Linked DNA regions of Arachis hypogaea: region 2 is linked to region 1. A link is a contact called in public Hi-C data. All regions are on one chromosome and are shown on one strand. Each heading gives the region's core, a stretch centred on a gene start, on an enhancer-like site or on the middle of the called end of the contact. The rest is flanking DNA. Distances are from core to core; before and after follow the strand shown.

What was found. A called contact is a pair of places that touch in the nucleus more often than the background predicts.
Region 2: a Hi-C map of leaf shows a contact between it and region 1, with 2.7 times the contacts expected there. The contact joins the promoter of LOC112695937 here to the enhancer-like site in region 1. A contact is called at or near these places in 2 of 8 Hi-C or Micro-C datasets (leaf and an unstated tissue).

The regions. Positions count from the first base shown.
Region 1 is chr6:10,249,106-10,253,024 of arahy.Tifrunner.gnm2.J5K5, forward strand. No RefSeq gene overlaps it. Among protein-coding and RNA genes, the nearest start is that of TRNAK-UUU, 2.7 kb to the right of the region's middle. Within about 2 kb of position 1,691, at least 3 of the 3 cell types and tissues checked have open chromatin away from gene starts, as enhancers often do.
Region 2 is chr6:10,295,057-10,298,828 of arahy.Tifrunner.gnm2.J5K5, forward strand. It overlaps LOC112695937 (amino acid transporter AVT1A), which reads right to left and starts at 1,387. Exons shown (of 12, transcript XM_029287433.2): 1 at 816-1,387. The coding sequence starts at 967. LOC112695940 (a long non-coding RNA gene) reads left to right here and starts at 3,562. Exons shown (of 3, transcript XR_011862873.1): 1 at 3,562-3,772.

The DNA.
Region 1 (3,919 bases), core at 441-2,940:
CACATGAGATAAAAATTAAATAATATAATTTTGGACAGTGAAACATTTATTATATTTTAAGTTTTTATATAATATTTATCAAGTTGTTTTATCAATTTTTAACAAATCGATAGTGATTCGATTAATGGTCTAAGAACGAAACCTACTCCTCTTTTATGAGTACCAGTTTTTTCTATAAGTGCATCAAAGGTCCTTGAATTAAATAAGTATTAAAATAGAATTGAGTTCGAAAAGTGCAAAGAACTTAAAAAGTGCAAAATAAAGATTTCGAAAAGTAAAGTCGATTGAAATCGAAAATGGTTTGCATTGAATTGTAAATAAAGCAATTAAAATGTCTCCAACTATGTGAAAGGACTTTCAACATGTAAAGTAAAAGTATTTGAAATATAAGATTGACAATGAAATTAAAGTTGCTCGAAAAGTAAATTGAATACGAAAAGTAAAGTTTTGCAAGAATTATAAATGGAAAATAAAAATAAGTTGAAGGAACCCTACATAAATTTGACTTGAAGCAGACTCAGACAGTCGCTGGAATGTGAGTGTGCGTGAGTAATTTATGAAGTAAAGTTTCAATCCCGATTTCCTAAGACCTACTAATATTTATAACTCACTTCTATAACCGATCATTAATTGCATGATATTGCCTTGCGTGCGTATTTCTGGGTAACCGTTTCCGCTCTTTTGCCCATGAGCGTTATCAACGAATTCATAACTCAGAAAAAGCTTTCGAAATCCCTACTCTTATGACATGACATGTCTACTGTTTATTATCGCAGATGACCAAATTAGTATTTTTTTAATAACTAATTAGTTCGATGATGTCGAAATTTTTAGAAATCTAATTGTCATTTTACTCTAAATAAAAAAAATATTAAACGCTAACATTTTTCTTTAATATTAGTTAATATTTTAGTTCAATACCTTATTTTTATATTATTATAATTTAAAATTTAAGGTTTAATCTGTAATATTTAAAATTTATTAAATATTAACATAAAAATGATAAATAAATGATGGCAGAAAAGTAAGAAAATGACAAAAGAAAAAAGTCGCCTGGATAAAGTATATCATATTTGTGTTTTAGCACATAGCTTTATTGGCATCCACTTCATTTTTTTTTTCAATTTTGAGTGAGCACACTCACTTCATCTTTTAAAAATTTTTAATTTGAGAAAATCTTGCAAGTTGGTATTGTAAAATTAGTATTGCAGTTAACATTTAGCGTAAGAAAAAAAAAATATATAAAACTCTTAAAAATAAGAACATATAAAATTTAAATTAAAAGAAATATTCGAAATCCAAACTTAGCAAAAGGTAATTTTTAATGGACTTCATATGAGACTTACTTGGTAACTTGCTATAGTATTGACTGAAATTAGTTACTATAGTATTAGGTCCCTATCATTAGTCTTTCAAATTAGGTACTTATACCTCCTTATTTATTTATAGTTGTCACATGCATTTGTGAAAGCCTTTTTTTTTTGGTTTAATTGGAGCAAGACTTGGAGGTAATTTACTCTTTTCTTAGGGTTTTGGTTAAGAGCTTAGGCCTTAATTATTTTTTGTGACAATTTTTAGGCCTTAAATTCGTGGCACAAAATGTTTTAGGTTTCCCTGTTTCAGATTTGTTTCTTCGGCCCATTAATATTGGGCCTACATGTAAGCCCTGCTTTGTTCGAGTCTCATAATTATTAAGATGTGTTAATACATTTAACATAAACTTACCAGACCCATGACCAAAAATAACTTACCAGACCAACCTAAACCAGAAAAAACCGTAACAGATCAACACAAAATATAACCCATTACCAGAAATACTTGCATCCTCTGTGAATATCTATAATCCATAACTATGCATAAATTAACCCTCAACACAGATGGATATCCGCAAAATGGGAAAGCTGGATCTGGTGGAGTCTTAGAAATGAGAATGGAAATTGGTAGGAGGCTTTTCATACAGTATTGGTAATTGTACAGCTTTCAATGCTGAGATTTGGGTATATATCAATTATATATTACTAATTTTACAATTAAAATGTGTTACATGTTATTTTTTATTGTAATTAAAATTAAATATTTTCTCCAAAATTAAAGATTTTTACCCCTTTCGCTACTAATTTTACAATCAAAATATGTCATATGTTATTCCTCGTTGTAATTAAAATCAAATATTTCCCTCTAAAATTAAAGAATTCTTTCCTTCTCTTACTAATTTTACAACTAAAATATATTACTTGTTATTCTCTTGTTACAATTGCAATCAAATCTTTTCCTCTAAAATTAAAGAATGATCCCCTCATCCCTCTCCCTTTCTCTATCCCTCTCATTCCTTCAACCACACTATTTCTTTTATATATCATTATTAGGACTGACAATATATACTATACCCGCGGGTATTCAACCCGTTCGGGTAGGGTTGTCTACCCTATCCGTTGCGGGTAGGGTAGGGTACGGGTTTAGGGTATACCTACCCTACCCTACTCGTACCCTTAATATATTATATAATATATATGTAAAAGTTATGTATGTAGTGAACAAAGTGAGTCTTGTACTTACAATCTTCTTCAAAATAAAAACTTGAAATAATCACTAGTTGATGCATATTATTTGTAATTTTAAGTTGGATTTCTTTAAAATTGTATTGTTTTTATTTTTAATTTGAACTTAGTTTTTTATTTTCTATTTTATTAATATGTATGAAATTTGGAATGGTTAAATTTTATATTTATTTAAAATTTCTTTTTGTTTTTGCGGGTAGGGTCGGGTAGGGTTGGGTTTAGAGATTTAGGGTGTGGGTAGGGTTAGGGTCGAGAGATTCTCAACTCGCGGGTAGAGTAAGGTAGAGTTTTAAGAAAGTTTTCAATAAACCCTACCCTACCCTACCCATTGCCAGCCCTAATCATTATCAATGTTTAATTACAAATTTAACAATAAAAATATACAACATGACATTCTTTAATTTTATTAAAATTAAAATTGAAATTAAAATATAGCTATATTATATATTATATTATATATTATTATCTAATTTAATAACCAAATGTCTTACATAACATTCTCTTATTAAAATTGAGAGGAAATATTTTTCTCCAAAATTAATAAATTTTTTTCTTAAATTCTTTCATCTATTTCTCTCTTTTTTTATTTCTCTTTACTCTTTCCACTCTATATATAATTTATATTTTATATTAGTAATTTAAAAAATCAAAATATGTCACCCGATTTTTTTATTATAATTATAATAATTTTTTTTAAAAATTAATAAATTCCCTCTCTTAGTCTTCATCTTTATCTTTCTCTCTCTTTTCTCTCATTCTTTATTTTTTATATCTTTTTGTTTTACAAAAATAAAATTAATAAAATAATATCATTTAAATAAAAAATTATTATTATATATATTTTTTAGTTTTTTATTTAATTTTAAATTTTTACTGCTTATCTTTTTAATCTATATTTTTATTTCTCTTGTTTCAAATATTTATTAAATATAATTTAAAAAGAATAATAACATTATGATTAAAAGTTAAAATCAAGATTCAATTGTTTAAAAAAAATTGATTTTGAGTTAATTTTATAACTATCAATATAATTTTTTTTATGCTAATATCTAATTATATTTTTATATACATAGAAAAATATTATTTTTAAATAATAAATATAAAAATTAATTATTTTTATTTGTACAACAGACTTAACACCTAATTAAAAGTATACAAGTTAAATCGTTTTAAATTTAGATAACAAATATTAAAATTAATTAATAGTAATAAATTAAATTATTTCAAATGAAATAATAACTAAAAAACTTATTATTTTTATTTGTGGAGACTTTGATTTTTTTAGTCGATGAGACTTTTATCTTCTATTAATTTTTTTATAAAAATAGTTTGATTTTATAATTTTTTTTATATCATAATTT
Region 2 (3,772 bases), core at 137-2,636, 46 kb after region 1:
TACACAACATAAATACAATGCAATAAAGGATAGAAAAAAAGAAAAATTTATCTGAACAAAAAATAATAAAAGTATCATAAAAAAGTTAACAACATTTGTCATATGAATAAAAAAATACAATAAAATAAATAAAAAATCATATGAACAAAACCAAAAAAAAATACAAAAAAGATTTCATAAAAAATATACAAATAAAAAATAATATAGTAAATGATAAAAAAATTCATAAAAACATAACATGAGAAATCAGAACATTACAGAAATAATATAAAAATATTTATCATATAAATAAAAAATATAATAAAAAATATAAAAAATATAATAAAAAACACAAAATTAAAATATGAAAATAAGTACTACAAATAATAAAAAAAATTAAAATATTCAATTTGCTAGTGATTAAAATAAATCTAAACTATTTTAATAAAAAAAAGAAGAATTAGAATGAACAAAGTAGGAAGAACTACAAAAAATTACTGTGAAGGTAATAGTTACTGATATTTTTTTTCTAAAAAAAAATAAATGGTAGAATTAGTAAAAAAAAATAAATTTTTCACTTAATTTTTCAAGGATAATAAGCAACATGAACTCTGCGTTCAGAAAGATAAAAATAGCCAAATATAAAAGTAAAATTTTTAAGAAGCTCAAACATACTTCCCTTCCCTAACGTATTTGTCAAACACACTCTTTTTCTACCTTCCTAACACTACCGCAAATCAATTATGCATAATTAATTGTAACTAGAATCAATTCTAAGAAAGGAAAAGCAAACAGGAAACAAAAATGGCAGTGAAGAAGAAAAAGAATGTCCGTACTTGTAACTTTGAGGCCATTGGCGAGAAGAGAAAGACTCAGGCGGATCTAGCTTATCTTCATTGTCACTACCACTGTCGTAGTTGACGGTTTCAATGTCTTCGTCTTCGTTATCATAATTCAACGAAATCTGAGATCGAGAGCCTCTCACCATTACTGCTACCGCACTCTGATCTCTGAGTTGATTTGAACTACTCAAACCTGAAACAAACAAATAAATCAAAGAAACTCTATCTTTTTGAACGAGATCCAGATGAATGACATGGCGGTATGGGAGTGAGTGCGCGCGCTCTGAAAATTAATTAAGAAAAATCCAAAACATGAATAATTTTGTGAGGGTTTAGATGAAAGGAACGGTGAGGATTGGGTTTGAATGCGTAACGCATGCATTGGAAAGCGGCGTGTGTAAGAACGAAAGAGGTCAGTAGTACGTAGCCAGTGCTCGACAATTGTAAGCTTCTCTTCTCACACTTTCAATCCGTGAAATATGGGACCACTCATCATTTGCTTAGTGTCCTCTACGAACCTTGCTCAATAATAATTCTCATTATTTTAAACGGATTTGAATTTCATTAGTTTGTCTTCCATTGGGTAGATACTAATAATTAAAAAAATACAAATTTTATTAATCAATGACAACTATTTAACACGCAATTCTATCTGATTGTGACTTGTTGATGATTCAGCATGCAACATGTTGAGGTGGCGCTGATGATGCAATTTCGATAGGCATGGGCTAAATCATTTTTAAATATTTTTAATTTCTTATCTATTTCCTTCTTAAATTGAACAAAATTAATTACTTCATTCAAATCAATTAATAGTTAGGTATTGTCATCTTAATTTCAACTATGCGAAGACTTTGTTGGATAAAATTTTTACTTTTTAATGTTGGAATAAATCAATTTTAATAATGTAGATCATTTATATTGAATCACAAAAAATATTATAGTGTAGAAGCGTACCTTTTACTTATAGAAATCAAGAACTGATGGAAAAATTTGGATCTTGTGGTTCTTTTGATCTTCGTCAACCAAAACCTTCTATATCTCTAAGCGGCTAAATTATGACTCTTCTATGGAAAAAGAGCAACAAAGGCGGCTTTGGTATCTTAGGGATCTAAATCCTGAAGGCCTATTTATATTTGAGCATGGCACCCATTAAACTCTAAAACCGAAATAAAATAGTATCTAAAGTCCAAAAGATAATATATCTAAAATCCAAAAGATAATTATCTAAGGAACAAAAGATAATATATTCTAAATCAAAAGTAATAATGATTTATTCAATTTAGCATTTATAACAATAAATAAGATCATCATTATAGAAGTCATTTAATTTAAAATAGCTTAATTTGTGATTATAATCAATGTATGTATTACCCACAAATAAATTAAAAAATTAAATAATATCCTAGCATTTAAAAGAAGGTTTTAAAAGTTAGTTTTTAAAAGGAAATTAAAAAAATTAAAAATTATTAAAATTTATTGTTTTTTATTTTTATCTGATAATTAATATTTAAAAGTATAGAATAAAGTATATTATTAGATTTGAGTGATGGTTAAATAATAATAAAAATAATTAATTTTAGTGATTTTTTAATATTTTTTTAAATTATAGTATTTATATTTAGTAAATTAAATAAAAATGACTTTTAATAAATACAAATAACAATAAACATGTTTAGTAAAATAATTTTTAAAATTTAAAAATATTATTATAGATATTAATATAAAAATTAAATTTAAATATTAATTAATATATAAAATTATATTAGACTTTTTAATTTTGATGAGCATAAACTAATTTTAAAAAATTCTCCTTTAGGTATTTTCAAAAGCACTCTTAATTTTTAAAAACTACAAATATAAATACACAAATTTTTTAATTTACCAAATACAAAACGAGATGTTTATACTTTTAAAAAAGTTTACCAAATTAAATCTAAGTATATCTTAAAATTAGTTATCAAAATTAGTTATCAATATAAAACATATATTTAAAATGAATTAAATCATAGATACATATACACACACACACACATATATATATATATATATATATATATATATATATATATATATATATATATATATATATATTTGTCTTACTTTGTATAATAATGTTTCCATTTTTTCACACATTGCCTTAGAAAAAAGAAAAACCACTTCGAATGTGTTATTTTGATAAAAGGAAAACCTTATTTGTAACACCCTACTATACTAAATCTTATGCTTAAGTCATAAGACTGAGATAGTAAGGTATTACGAACCTCTACAGTAAAAATATACATATATGTATAAAAAAATAGTATACTAGGAGCCTTGAAACAAACGGGTAAACAAAAATCGCAAAATGAAAAACGCAACGCTCAAGGAATAGGGCTACTTGCGTACTAAGAAATCTAATAGAAAAATGATAAAAGTAAACCAAAGATGTAAAGAAAAACCAAGGAAAAATAGTATAATTAGCTCTTGACTCAGCCTGCGAAGCTAATGCTGACCGGAGGATATATATATATATATACATATGAACATCAATGTTCTGAAAACCAGACCGGCCAGTCGAACCGGTCTAACCGTGAGCCGGCAGCTTTAACGGTCCGGTCATGCATGCAAAACCGCTGAAACAAAACCGGTGAAAAATCGCTGAACCGATCGAGAATCGATCGGTTGGACCGAATCGGAAACCGGCCGGTTTGAAGGAAACGGCGTCGTTTGCAAACTTTGGCCTACTGATTACTGAACTGAACCACTTCACTTCTCACTCCTCTCAGCCTATGTTCTGCTTGCCCGAATCATTCACTCTCCCTTATCCAACCCTAGCTACTCTTTTCGACCCACTGCCGCCTCTCCGTCGAGCCACTACCGCGTCCGTCCGTCGAGCTCGGCCACCGTTCGTCCGTGTAGCCACTGCACCCAAGTCTCCAACTCCCCTGCTCTCTTCTTCCGCGAGCTCA